Linked DNA regions of Mus musculus: regions 1, 3 and 4 are each linked to region 2. A link is a contact called in public HiChIP or PLAC-seq data. All regions are on one chromosome and are shown on one strand. The core of a region is the stretch at or near the end of the contact, and the rest is flanking DNA. Distances in the headings are between cores, read along the strand shown.

Region 1 (3,305 bases), core at 724-3,223, 170 kb after region 2:
AACTTCGAGATTTTAAGGACCCAAGCCAGGCCCAGTGCCTCTCTCTTTCTGTCTTCAGATCTGGGTATAGAACTCTCAGCTACTTCTCCTGCAGCCATGTTCACTTGCAAGTCACCAGGGTTCCTGCCATGATGGAAATGGACTAAATCTCTGAAACTGTAAGCAAGCCCCAAATAAATGCCTTATTTTCTAAGAGTTGTCATGGTCATGGTGACTCTTCATAGCAGCATAACACTAAAATACTGGTGATAAAAACCCGATGTTTCATGCATGCTAGGTAAGCTGGGCTATAGCCAATGTTTTCTTCTTGACAATGTCTTCCCACTACCCTTGGATGAAGCCTGCCTTACTAAACATACATGATCTCTTGCTTCTGCCCTGCTGCTGGCCTCTCTCTCCCGTACATAGCCCTAGATAGGAGCCGGGGATTCGGAGCAGAGTACACACAGCTCTGTGCTCTGCTTTTCATCACAGACAAACAAGGATTTCCTCCGTTAACTTTTGTTCTGCTGGGTGTTCCCGTTTTGTCTGGTTTTGTTTTTCAAGACAGGGTTTCTCTGTGTAGCCCTGGCTGTCCTGGAGCTTGCTCTGTAGTTCCAAATAATCCAGGCTGGCCTTGAACTCATAGAGATCCTCCTGCCCCTGCCTCCCACGTGCTGGGACGAAAGGAGTGCACCACTACCACCCAGACCCATTTTTTTTTAATTTCTTTGTTAACACTGATGCTCTAGACATATGGTCAGCATTGTAAGTTCCCCCACAATTCCAAAATCCTGCCACATTCCTGGAATATTTGAACATACGTACAGGTGACCATCCAGCACAGTAGCCAGCTTTTCTTTCTTTGGCCTTTCCGAGGCTCAGAAGAGAGTTAGTTGTCATTTGTGGATGCCTGTCAGCAGCTATGAGTCCTGCCAGCACGTTTGCTCCCAAAGATCACCAGGACTAGCATGCCTTTCTCTCTTCCCATTTAGTGACTGCCAAGCTTTAACAAAGTGAGCTGAAACCTACTTCTCTTACTGAATTCTGACTTAGTAGGCTTGGGTGGAACTGGAGAGCATCTGCCTAGGGTTTGTTGTTTGTTTTGTTTTGTTTTGTTTTGACATTTTCTTTTGTGTGTAGAGTGTTTTGCCTTGAGTTTTTCCTTTGGGAGAGCATCCTTTGAGAACTCCTGGCCTAATGTATGAGCCTGATATTTTCCAAAGTCATCTTCATGTAAGATTTACATGGGCAGCTTCAAAAGTGCCTGTGCCTATGTCCTGCTCCCACAAGTATCTATCCTCTTGTCAGCCTTCCCTGAAGGTAAGTAAGATCTGCTTATAAATACTTACCCTCATGTGTGACTGGAGAACACTGTGCAGCCTTCATATCCTATGAATCATTCTATTAATACTTATTTATCTGTTTTTTAAAAAGGAATCCTTCGCTTCCTGTTGCCTCCATTTCTGGCCTGTCTCTAGCCTTCATTCACAATTCCAAAACATCCTCATTCTATTTCTCCTCCTTAAACTCTCCGGATGACATCACGTCCTATCTCATGACAGAGCGTAGATTTCATCCGTCACGACACATCCCTGTATTTCATTCCAGCCAAGCAAAAGTAATTATCTCTAGCAGCTGATCTTCCTTTCCCTTCATCCCTTCATCTCAGAGTGATCTGCATCCCTCCTCCGTGCAAAGTCAAGATCCTCTCTTCATATCACTGCAAGTTACACTGACCATGATCGGTCCACACTCTTGTCCAGCATCTCTGTACTCTGCTGTCTTCTACTTCACTAACCGCCCCCTCTTCTCCTTCTTCTCTTGCTTACCCACCATCCAGCATCTATGTGTCAGTTGTGGTTATCTTCTTTTGTCTACCAGTGGATGACTCAAAAGCGGTAAATCCTCCCAGGTGCCTCTTGGATTTGGTATTCAGAATGAAGCCTTCGCCCTACCCCACCCCCTGCATGTGCCTTACCACATGGAAAGGGACTCTGCACACTCCACGTCACAACTCTATTTCTAGACCCTGACTTTCTCGGTGTGCTCAGCACCAGAGAGAAAGCTGCTCAGAAGCATAAGGCAAGGATGCGTCTGCTCCTAACGTGTGTGCTGCTCAACAAGAGGCAGGTGTGTTTCTTCCATCAGCAAATGAGAGTGTGGCAATCAAGAAGCATTTTGGGAGACCATTTGTTCAGGGATGTGAGGGTCTCCTGTTCACATAGTGACGACTCCAGCAGAAGCAGGAAAAACACAAGGCAAAACACTCTACACACAAAAGAAAATGTCAAAAACACAAACGGGAAACAGCACAGGAAGGAAAATCAAAAGGCAGGCAGAAGAGCATCTGTGTGGCTTTGTTTGCTCAACTAACACCATTCAGCTAAGCCTTGTTTAGGAAGTGTGCCTGCACAACACAGCGGCCCAGGTGCTGGATTTAGTATCCTGTGCTAAGTGGTAGGAGGTGGATTTCTTCTACAGTAGCTCTGAGGACCTTTATGACAGGGTGCTACTTCTGATTTTACTCAAAGTACAAAGTAGGTCAGATAGGGTGATGGGAAAAGCTTTAGCACAAATTTTCCTCATAAAATATATTTAGTGTAACAATATTGCATTGATTTAGTACACATGTGTAGTTTAATATGAAATATTGTATAAGATTTGTTTTGATATAATATAAAGATATTGATATCAAACATGTAATAGACAAATAATTGAATCTTATTAAAGTTAAATTTTTTTCATGCTTTAAAAAACATTATTAAGCCAGGCTTAGTGAGTCAGGATTATAATTCTAAGTACTTTGGTAGCTGAGGCAGGAGAATTCCAAGGTTAAGGGCAGCTTGGGTTACAGAATGAGTCCAGGGTCAATTTGTGAAACTTAATGAGATCCTGTCTGTCTTAGTCAGGGTTTCTATTCCTGCACAAACATCATGACCAAGAAGCAAGTTGGATTTATTTCCCATTCTCTGATACGCATATGTGTTACCAATGAGTCCAAAGTGGTTGCTACTTCCTGCTCACTTCCATGCTGCTGTTCATCACCAAAGGAAGTCAGGACTGGAACTCAAGCAGGTCAGGAAGCAGGAGCTGATGCAGAGGCCATGGAGGGATGTTCTTTACTAGTTTGCCTCACCTGGCTTGCTCAGCCTGCTCTCTTATAGAACCCTGACTAATACACTGTCTTAAAATAAAAAGTTAAAAGTAGGACTGGAGAGATGGCTCAGTGGTTAAGAGCACTGACTGCTCTTCCAGAGGTCCTGAGTTCAATTCCCAGCAATCACATGGTGGCTCACAACCATCTGTAATGAATCCGATGCCCT
Region 2 (3,189 bases), core at 568-3,067:
ATCATCTCAGAGAACTGCTTCATTATGGATCGCTGTGGGGAAGGCCTTTGACTAAAGAGCCATGCCTAAGACTCCCGAGGAAGGCTCTCTTCCCTCTAGGCCCTCACTCCCAATCAGGCCGTATTTTGCTCATCCCCCATCCGCCTGTCGGCGGGCTCCTTGAGGGAAGGTAGATGGTGAACTCCTGTTTTTGTTAATTGAGGCTTCCTTACTTTGTTTGTTTGTTTGTTTGTTTGGGGTTTTTTTTGTTTTGTTTTGTTTTGTTTTGTTTTGAGACAGGGTTTCTCTGTGTAGCCCTGGCTGTCCTGGAACTCACTCTGTAGACCAGGCTGGCCTCGAACTCAGAAATCCGCCTGCCTCTGCCTCCTGAGTGCTGGGATTAAAGGCGTGCGCCACCACGCCGGGCTTCCTTGCTTTTTATGGTATGTTTTGGAGAGGAAGCCAGGCCTCAGGTACTCTACCCCTCGGAGCTACAGCCCAATTATTTTTACCCTCACTTTATTTGCATATTTAACTAATATTACTAATTTGTATAGCTGAAAATTCCTATATTCACTTTTTTTTTTTTTTTAGTTTTGTTTTCTTTGTTTTTGAGACGGTTTCACTATGTATCTCTAGCTGGCCCATAGCTCTATACGTAGATCAGGCTGGCCTTGAACTTACAGAGAGTTGCCCACCTCTATCTCCCAAGTGTTTGGACTTAAAAGCATGCACCACCATACCTAGCTATGTTTACATTTTATCTACATGAATACTTAATATGTTTGTTTAATTTTCTCTCTTTTATTTACACCTACTGTACCTATATACCAAATAATAGTCTCAACATTCTGATTTTTATGCAGCTAATACTTTGCACAGAATCTGAAGATACATGCACAGCTGACATAAGATTCAGCTGTGTAACAACAGCTCTCAATCCTTTTGGCAACCCTCTAGCTCCAAAAAATATTTACATTATAGTTTGTAACAGTAGCAAAATTATAGTTATGGAGTAGCAGAGAAAATAACTTTATGGTACGAGATCATCACATTATGCAGAGCTGTATTAAAGAGTTGCATCATTGGGAAGGTTTAGAACCACTGGAGCTGGGCATGGTGGCCCATGCCTTTAATCCTGGCACTCAGGAGGCAGAGATAGGCAGATTTCTGAGTTCCAGGCCAGCCTGGTCTACAAAGTGAATTCCAGGACAGCCAGGGCTATACAGAGAAACCCTGTCTCGAAAAAACGAAACAAAAACAACGACAAAAACAAACAAACAAAAAAAAAATCCCAACCTCAAACAAAGAACAAAACAGCAAAAATAATTTTAGCCGGGCATGGTGGCGCACACCTTTAATCCCAGCACTTGGGAGGCAGAGCCAGGCGGATTTCTGAGTTGGAGGCCAGCCTGATCTACAAAGTGAGTTCCAGGACAGCCAGGGCTACACAGAGAAACCCTGTCTCGAAAAAACAAACAAAAGAAAAAACAAAAACAAAAAACAAAAAAAGGAAAGAGAGAGAGAGAGAGAGAGAGAGAGAGAGAGAGAGAGAGAGAGAGAGCCACTGGACAATGGTGTGAACCTTGTCCTTTGCAGGTGTCAGAAATCCATGGCACCTGGAACAGATGCCTCAGAACTGCCAGAAACCCATCAGACCACACATTTTCAAGCTGGATATAGTGATGTACCTCTGTAATCCCAGCACGCAGGAGGCTGAGGCAGGAGGATTGTAAGTTTAAGGTCAGCTTTGAGCAGCAAAACCCTGCCTGAAAAAATGAAGTGAAGAAGTACCCACTCCCCAGCCTCCACCACGCCTCAGACTTGTTAAATGAAACCTGGGCCACAGGCCTGAGAATGGCTACCACAAGCTGAGTGAGCTTCCCATTGAAATGACTAAGGTAACACTACCTGATTCCGTTGTGTGTGTGCTTAGACGGTTCTCAGCCCTTCCCACAAAGGCCACGTATCCCTTGGCAACACGTTTGAGATCTCCATGGCCTTGACTACGGTCCAGATGTGCTGAACAGAGTAATTGGCGAGTTATGTCTAAAATACCTATTAAGCTCTGCCAGGAGTGAATGTTTCAAGTTTACTCTGACGCTCATATAAATGTATCTGTGTGGTTTTGCCTTAAAAGCTCTGTATCCCTGAGCTCAGGCACCAAGAGACATTTTGAAGGGCTCAAGCCCCTCTTTGGTCTGGTTATTAATAAAAGGACTTAAAATTATTGTCTAAATCAGTATGGTTGTCAGTAAGTATCTCATGTGGATCATAAAATTGGAAGCCACACGAGATTTCCCACCCTCTGCTCCATGAGACTCAACCTCGCTCCTGGCCTTCCTCGTGCAGGAGGGGCTGCAGGGGAGGCTCCTTCGCTGAGCATTCCAGGACCCCACACCTCTCATTGAGTCCGGAGAGGTCCGGAGTTACTGCTGTGTTCCCAGCAAGGAATCCTTCTGTCACTGGTAGGAGGTGACTCTGTAGACTGAATTATGGGTGGTGAGCATGTGCCCCCATGGAAGCCTTCTGGATAAGAGAGATAGGCCCCGAAAAGGGGGTCTCTTCTGGGTAAGATGGATGGATATTTAAGGCCCTCATCCTGTTTTAGGAAGACAATATTCGACAGGAAACTCTTTCCTAGTCCCCCTTCTACACTAAATTGGAACGTAAAGAGTGGGGACTCTGAATCCTGGTTCAGTCTCTCATGTGAGGTCTGGTTTCAGTTTTGCTTGAATGAGTGACTGGCCAACTGTGTGGATTATTGAATGCATGAAAGGCAAGTCTGACCCAGAGAACTGACTGAACGTGTGACAGGCACGTTTGGGGTTTGTTTAATTGATTTCTTGATTTTGCTGTTGGTGTTTTTGTTTTGTCGGATCTGATCTGACCAACTGGTTAAAATTCTGCTGTTTTCCCGTATTCTGCCAACAGGTGGCACCCTCTGCCGATGTTAGCTCCTTGTTTTTTGATTTGTACCCCAGTGCTTCTCTTACCCGGGCCCTACAGTTGGGGGGTCTGTCCCCAGCCCTGGCCTTCTTCATGTGACAATGTCCCCCGGGACCTGGGTAGGCTGGATTCTCTGTGGGCTCTAGCGAGGGTGCGGGACGGAGCCCTTCACTCCTCTTGGCTCTAAGTGGAGCCTGGGCCTGGACAGTGGCCTTCGTGCACCGGTGCAGGGAGGGCTGCTCTCTTCACCTACTGCCCTGC
Region 3 (3,332 bases), core at 78-2,577, 150 kb after region 2:
CTAATTGTACCTTTCTTTCATGGATCTCTATGTCTAGACTAGATATTATCAGCCCAGCCATCTAGATCTGAATAAGCTCTCTGTGTTCAGGCTCTGAAAGGATTTTTCCAAAATCTTCCTTTCATTATGGTTTAGAAATAAGCATGACATCACAGTTGTCATCTAGGTTAGACAAGAAGGAGGCTTTTAAGACAATAGGAAAATAATGCACAGTGGGCTATGCACATCCTTAAAAGGAGTGTTCAGAAGCCCATCATGTTTTAATTGGTGGGGTTGCCAACATAACTCTGTGTGAACAGTTAACTCATATTAAAGGTTATACTAATTTTGTAAACAATTTATTCTTTCTTGATAGCATTTTCATTTTCTCCAGGCTGTCATTAAGATCTCACTTGGGCAATTGGAAGCTGAGGCACGAGAACTGAGAGTCTGGGGCTAGCCTGGGCTAATGTAGCAAGACTCCACCTAAAACAGAATAGACCCTCAGCTGTCATTGCACAGCCCTGAAGTCCACTTTTCCATAGGCTCCATGCCTACCTCTACACGCGCATGTCTGGTTTTCATTAGAACTTACTGATTCCTATAGAGGGCGTTTCTCGTCAGCTTCTCTTCCCTCCCTACTTCATTTCTTTCCCATGCCTTACTGTTTCGTTGTTAGCTTTTAATAGTTGTGCTGAACTGTCATTGCGGACTCTGTAAAATAGTCTACTCCATCACCTACAGAAGGGTGGCCTGCCCCTCAGCCTCCTCATTCTTGCCTGAAAAATGCTCAGTCCAATACTGCCTCCCTCAGAGGACCACATGAACAGAGGTGGAACAGTACCAGGCTTGCCCTCCTGGTCGAATTTCTACTGACCACTGGGTTTCCCACCTTGGCCAAATATCAGAATGACCTAGAGAGAGAAATCTTACAAGACAGACTCCTGGGTATCTCTCCAGTAGTTTCTGGGCAACTTTGCATTAATTATTCATGTGGAGGAGGCTTTTCCTCTAGTGCTGACCTTGTGTAGATCTTCATATAGAGCTACCCATGCATGTTCCAATAGCAAAGAAAGTATTTTCCCAATCCTCGGTGTGTATATCTGTAACATTTTCTCTTGGGACAGATGCAGATGTTCATACTGAACCCTGGTTTCTGTGGTTCGAGATAAGAGATGATGTCATGGGACTTAATACGTGTGGTTAGCTAGTATAGCTGGCTTTAAGGCTTAGAATGCTGTTGGGTAGAAGAGAAGGAGATATTTTTTCTATATAACATAACTAAAGAGTATTGAAGAATGAAGCAAAGCTGTCTTGTGGCATGTGATGTGAGAGATGTCATTTACAGTCCTTGGAAAGCTTGGGGCACTGTTCTGGTTGTTTGTAGGACAGACCAATCAAGGTAGCTTTCATTTCTCTTTACCCACTGTCACCTCTAAATGTCTAAGATCGTGAGATGAGGGACGGCACAGGTAGCAAAATGAAGAAGCTAAACTTAAAGTGTAGAGGGTTTCAGGAGGGTGGGGCCCAGTGGGAGGGGCATCTACAGGGAAGAGAGCACCCTCAGAAATCTCGGAGCTGAAAAACTTAGGCTGCACCCAAAGATCAGAGTTCAGCCTGTACCCAACTAAGAGGATGCCAGCCAAAAAGGCTGAAGATCCTGCTTCTGAGTTTCTGTTGAATTTGGATTCTGTAGAGAAGCATCCATAGAGGTCCTGGGAGACACCAGAAAGATACATGGAGCACAGATAGAAACAAGGTTTCTTCACAAAAAGGATCATAGTAGTTTGAATGAGAATGAGCCCCTTAGCCATTCATAATATATTTGGTCCCCCGTTGTTGGAACTTACTTTTTTATATAAAATTTACTGTTTGGTACGAATTAGGAGGTGGGCAGGTTGGGGGAAGGGTGTCACTGCAGGTGGTCTTTGAGGTTTCAAAAGCCAATGCTATTTCCCGTTAGCTCCACCCCTCTCTTCCTCCCCTCTCGCCACCATGCTTCCTGCTTATTGATCATAGGGAAGCTCTTACCTACAGCTCCAGTGCCATGCCTGCCTGCCTGCCACCACGGTCCCCACCATGATGGCTGTGGACTCACCCTCTGAAACTGTAAGCAAGCTCCCAATTTAAATGCTTTTTTTCATAAGTTGCCTCTTCACAGCAATAGAAGAATTAGAAGTCAAGGATGAAAATTGTTTTTGAGTAAAGCAGAAAACAAACTGTAGTGTGTGCCTAAACTGAAGCAAAGGCTTTCAGGTTGCCATCTCTTGTGGAAACACACAGCTCTTGCTGAAGCTGCCTGGGTAGAATTCTGATTTCAAAAGACAAGAGGAACTCACCTTTGCCAAAACAATATTCTAATGTTTCTAATGGTTGCACAGCAACTACTTAAGCAAAGAGCGAGTCTGCCAGAGTACCCAGCCCCTGACTAACGTTCCAGGTCTGCTAGAGCACTGCTCCTAGAACGGAAGAAAGCAACCCAAGTGTGAAGTTAGACATGGATCTGTACACATGCTGACTCTACGTTTGCATTATGGAATGAGCAATAAGAATGCCAGCGTAGCCAGGGGTGGTGGCGCAAACCTTTAATCCCAGCACTCAGTAGGCAGAGGTGTCAGGTCTTTGTGAGTTTGTGGCCAACCTGATCTACAAAGTGAGTTCCAGGACAGCCAGGGCTATTACACAGAGAAACCCTCTCTTGAAAAACAAAATAAATATAAATATAAATAAAGAAATATAAATAAGTAAAGAAGTAAGGGATGCCACTCTGGTGGAGGGGATGCAGGGAGCCAGCTCCAAGGGTCAGAGCCAGGGAGAGCTGGTTCATCTGCCATGAGGTAGAGAGGGCTCAAGGGTGATGCTCTCCCTTGCCCCTCCCACTTGCCACCGGCAGTAGTCCGTAGGAATTGCTGGCCCTGCCTCTCACCAGCTGTAGCACTAAGGAGAAAGGACCCTGCACCTCTCCTGGGCTCAGCCAGCCCTGGGGGTGTGAGAAAAGGAGAGTAGGCCCAGCCCCTCACAGGCTGTAGCACTTGGGAGAGCGGGCGCTGCACCTTGATTAGGCAGCTCAGTGGAGCTGGCAGTGGTGACTGCAGGTGAACCAGACCCCAGGGTATGAGAGCAGAAGAGCTGACACTTCCTTCTGCCAATTAAGAGGACCAACTGGAGTAGTGCTAGAGAGCTCGTCCTGATTGACCAAGCCCGCTCAGTCAGTCAACAGCTTCTCCAGCACAGGAGTGAGGATTAAAAAGAAGAAAGACAATTAGACAACATGACCCCAGCCAGTTCTGCGGCTGAGGCGGGTTTATTTTTTCCCAAACTGCTTTTATACCGTTTTAATTACATACAAGTAA
Region 4 (3,642 bases), core at 749-3,248, 210 kb after region 2:
CTAGGGTTTAGACTCCAAAGCAGGGCATCAGGAGATGGTACATAAGGAGCCCTCTCTACTAAGACACCTGGACTTGACCCATCACAGTAGGAATGTTTCAGGGAAAGATGTGTAAGTGCTTTTTGGCTTTGAGATTGTTCCTCTATTTCCAGCAAGCCCAAACTCCACATCTACTGCCTAATGCAACACTTATAATCACCTGGGGGTCAGCCTTCCTGATTTAGCAGTTCCACTTCAGGTTCACCTGCTCAAGCCTGGGCCTCCTGGGACTGACGGTACCTTTTTCATACGATGGTATTTCCATGCAAACCAGAATGGGAGCGCCAACTCTGTCTGCAAGCTTCTGGATTCTGGCACTTCCGGTCTTGACACATAGAACAGTCAGCCCAAAGTGGCAAGGACCTACAGCAGCAGCCTGGACAGCAGAGCCAGCAGCTCCTGCCCTGAGTGGCCAAGTCCAGTCCATGAAGCAACTGTGAGTGTAGAGAAAGCTTACAGAGCAACTCAGTCTTGGTCTGACTGTCACAGTCTGTGGCTGCCGAGGTTTCTTTTCCTGTTGCGTTTCTTCATCATTGCTCTTTCTTAAAAATGGGCAGGGACTGGATTTAATTCACTCATTAATGCATTAAGTCAGATAATTAAGTTGGGGCAGAATAGCTATTAAGCTTCCATAATTCATCTGGAAGTTTCATAATGAGCCCTCCTGCCATTATTTTTTTTAATTTATATATTTATTTTGCAACATAAAACATGCCAAGTGGAGTCTGAGGGATGAAAATGATATGCAGAGTTTGTGCCTAAAATTCTGAAATGAAGTTACTCTGTGTATCATCACTCTTTCATTCAAGCAATCAGCTTGAAGTACTGAGCATGCGTATAGAATCCTGGAGCAAAGGGGACATAGGAATGGAGAACATATTTACTAGCTATTGTGTGACACTATTCCTAGGGAGACATCCGCTCACCTCAGATACAGAAGTGATGACAGGCTGTAAGGAGATTATCAAAGTCCAATTTGGTGAACCAATGAGTTTTTTTTGTGGGGGGGGATACTTACAAGAATATGAGTGATGGGTTATTTTTAGAAGCAGAAATGACTCAAAGACAGCAGCATCAACAAAAGCCCATCCCAGCATGGGTCATGTAAGCTGGAAACCTGGAGCACACTGCCAAGCCTGAAGTCAGCTCTATGGGTTGGAGTGTTTTTCTAGGTAATTAAGTTGGTCTGTGAGGCTCTTTCAAGTGACTCAGCCCATCTAAGAGTCTCTTAGCAGTCCCATGCTTATATATGCTTGCGAAAAGAGGAGCCCAGCAAGTCTGGTCGTTTGTAGGGACTTCCTGAGGCTATTGTGTTGTTTAGTCCTCAAGCTACAGGGTGAGGTATTTCACCTTCCCTTAGAGCACCTTGTTATTTTACCTCCATTTTAACATCTTGCATCCTGAAGAGCTTCTCTCCAAGGTTTTGACATTAGAGGAATCTGCTATACAACACAAGCAATGCTAAGAGTCATCTAAACAATAGCAGACTCTTTTTTTTTAAGTATTACTGTGTGTACATGATATGATATATGGGTGACTGTATGATATGTATGTGGGTGCACATGCCACGATGAGCATGGGGAGAACTGTGGAGCCAGAGCCTTCATGTGTGTTCCAGGGCTTTAGCTCAGCTGGTCCAGTTTGCATCATCAGCTACAAACACCTTTCCTTCTAGGCCAGCTCCCCAGCCCCAGTATCCAATTTCTGGTAATCCCTGTCTCCAGTAGCTTACAATGAGGAGAGGAGATGATCTGCACAGAGACAAGTGTAAGTCTAAATTTAAAACCTAAGACAGTGTAGCAATGTTAAGAAAGACAATGGGGCTTAAGGCAAGTGTGGATTGTAAATGTGAACGCATATTGTCACTAAAGCCCTTCTTCTAAAACAGGCTTCTGGCCTGCTCAGCCTGGAAGGCTATGTTCATAGGGGCTCTCTGCCTTGAGGAAGGTTTCTATGGCAACAGGAGCTGCTTCCACTGTATACCAGCTGTGCAAACCTGATAGCTGCTTGGCTCCTGCATGCACTGTATTTCTTCATCTGTAAAATGGCCACGAGTTACAACCATTTCCTAGAGTAGCTAAAATGTTTGAATGAAGATAAGGTATTTAAGCCATCAGCACCTTGTATGCATGCAGATGTGACAATATTATGGTCTTCATGAACAGAGGAAAATAGGTGAGCTCCCAGGTCTGCAGCCAAGCATGGTCCAAGCCGCCTGCTATAGGACAAGAGGAATCAGCACGGGTTGTCAGCCCCCACTCTCCACCAGGAGCATGTGGGACACAAAGAGAAACAAATAGGGACAGGATACAATGTAGCCAGCTTCTTTTGTCCCTGTTGTCATTGTTCAAGAGGACCCAGGAGAGTTTCCTTTGTCCTGCCTTCTAATTGCTCTCTATTCAAATGTGTTGAGGTGCTGGGCACAGGCACTGAGGCCAGGCTTCAACCTTCTTGAATGAGAATTAAAGGAATTAAAGGAAAAATTCTTTAATCAGTGAGTTGCTATTGCCTAAAGAAACCCAGTGCTGATCAGAAATATTTCATGGTTTATATAGGGTTAGGCATTGGCATAATTTTGTGGCCATATTAGGGTGATTTTTTTTATCCCCATCCCAAAGGATACATTTCTCAAGACTAAGCAAGTTTTACAGAAGCTGATATCTGCAGTTTTATCCCTAAACATTAGGCAGAGCTCAGGGAACCCTAGCAGACAAGGAGGGATTGAGGACACCAGGAGAACATGGCCCACATGATCAACTAAGCAGGGCTCATAAGGGCTCACAGAGACTGTAGTAGCAACCATAGATTCTACATAGGTGTGCACTAAGTCCTCTGGGTATATGTTATGGTTGTATAACTCAGAGGTTTTGTTGGGAGTGTTGGCTGTCTCTGCCTCCTTTGCCTGCTTTTCAGACCCCTTTCTTCCTTCTGGGCTGCCTTGTCCAGCCTTGATGTGAGGGTTTGCATCTAATCCTATTGCAGCTTGTTATGCCATGTTGATATCCCTGAGGGCCCTGCTCTTTTTTTGAAGGGAAACGGAAGATCCTGGATTCCACCGATCTGGGATAGAGAAGAGGTTTTGGGGGAAACTGGGAAGGGTAGAGGGAGGGAGATAGTAGTCGAGATGTGTTATATGAGAGAAACAAACAAACAAACAACAACAATAATAATAAACAATGACAGTTTTATCTTTAGCAAACAGAACTTGGGGTCTGAGTAGATGCTGGTGAGAGAGGAGCAGATGTGACCCTTTCCAGAAACAGAGAAGGGGACAAGCAGTTTGCAAAGGCTGCAATCAGCAGCTCAGCATTCGTCGTTCTGTTGTCTCAGCTCACAGGAAGACGTCTGTCTTCTGTTTCCTTATTCCTATGTAACCTAATATTTCCTAAGGAATCTCAAACATATCTAACTAATGTGAAAGCTTGCTGTTTTCCTTGTCTCCTTCATAGGCAGAGACTGGCAGGGTCTTCTGCTTATTTCTCTGTACACTACATGATCTTAGACGCCATGGACCCTAGGGGCACTCTCTTTCAATGACTGTTTTGTGAAAAATCCTGACATAACCCATACCACATGGCTTGCTTTTTTAGATGTTTTGCAACT

What was found. HiChIP or PLAC-seq counts read pairs in DNA pulled down with a chosen protein or histone mark.
Region 1: a contact with region 2 is called in an H3K27ac HiChIP or PLAC-seq map of regulatory T cell precursor, with 6 times the contacts expected there. The contact joins the enhancer-like site here to the promoter of D14Ertd670e in region 2. A contact is called at or near these places in 1 of 15 datasets of contacts at CTCF or cohesin (pro-B cells), 9 of 484 Hi-C or Micro-C datasets (bone marrow-derived macrophages, embryonic stem cells and erythroblasts), 6 of 115 datasets of contacts at active chromatin or transcription factors (bone marrow-derived macrophages, embryonic basal ganglia, embryonic stem cells and 2 more) and 1 of 9 other capture datasets (embryonic stem cells).
Region 3: a contact with region 2 is called in an H3K27ac HiChIP or PLAC-seq map of CD8 T cells, with 17 times the contacts expected there. The contact joins the enhancer-like site here to the promoter of D14Ertd670e in region 2. A contact is called at or near these places in 17 of 39 promoter capture datasets (the 3T3-L1 cell line, 3T3-L1-derived adipocytes, the C10 cell line and 11 more), 3 of 15 datasets of contacts at CTCF or cohesin (the NIH/3T3 cell line, large pre-B cells and pro-B cells), 35 of 484 Hi-C or Micro-C datasets (the G1E-ER4 cell line, the HL-1 cell line, LSK cells and 16 more), 26 of 115 datasets of contacts at active chromatin or transcription factors (CD8 T cells, T-cell acute lymphoblastic leukemia, bone marrow-derived macrophages and 15 more) and 1 of 9 other capture datasets (embryonic stem cells).
Region 4: an H3K4me3 HiChIP or PLAC-seq map of embryonic basal ganglia shows a contact between it and region 2, with 5 times the contacts expected there. The contact joins the enhancer-like site here to the promoter of D14Ertd670e in region 2. A contact is called at or near these places in 7 of 484 Hi-C or Micro-C datasets (the CH12 cell line, the HPC-7 cell line, adipose-derived mesenchymal stem cells and 4 more), 12 of 115 datasets of contacts at active chromatin or transcription factors (SST interneurons, bone marrow-derived macrophages, craniofacial prominence and 8 more) and 1 of 9 other capture datasets (embryonic stem cells).

What each region holds. Positions count from the first base shown.
Region 1 is chr14:20,010,713-20,014,017 of GRCm38.p6, forward strand. No RefSeq gene overlaps it. Among named protein-coding and RNA genes, the nearest start is that of Gng2, 35 kb to the left of the region's middle. Within about 2 kb of position 1,974, at least 31 of the 459 cell types and tissues checked have an H3K27ac peak or open chromatin away from gene starts, as enhancers often do. A contact at or near this core is called in regulatory T cell precursor, where this site is marked.
Region 2 is chr14:19,837,108-19,840,296 of GRCm38.p6, forward strand. D14Ertd670e (DNA segment, Chr 14, ERATO Doi 670, expressed) reads left to right here and starts at 1,818. Exons shown (of 3, transcript NR_105025.1): 1 at 1,818-1,880.
Region 3 is chr14:19,992,299-19,995,630 of GRCm38.p6, forward strand. No RefSeq gene overlaps it. Among named protein-coding and RNA genes, the nearest start is that of Gng2, 17 kb to the left of the region's middle. Within about 2 kb of position 1,328, at least 33 of the 459 cell types and tissues checked have an H3K27ac peak or open chromatin away from gene starts, as enhancers often do. A contact at or near this core is called in CD8 T cells, the G1E-ER4 cell line, memory CD8 T cells and 1 more, where this site is marked.
Region 4 is chr14:20,046,328-20,049,969 of GRCm38.p6, forward strand. No RefSeq gene overlaps it. Among named protein-coding and RNA genes, the nearest start is that of Saysd1, 35 kb to the right of the region's middle. Within about 2 kb of position 1,999, at least 55 of the 459 cell types and tissues checked have an H3K27ac peak or open chromatin away from gene starts, as enhancers often do. A contact at or near this core is called in SST interneurons, craniofacial prominence, embryonic basal ganglia and 3 more, where this site is marked.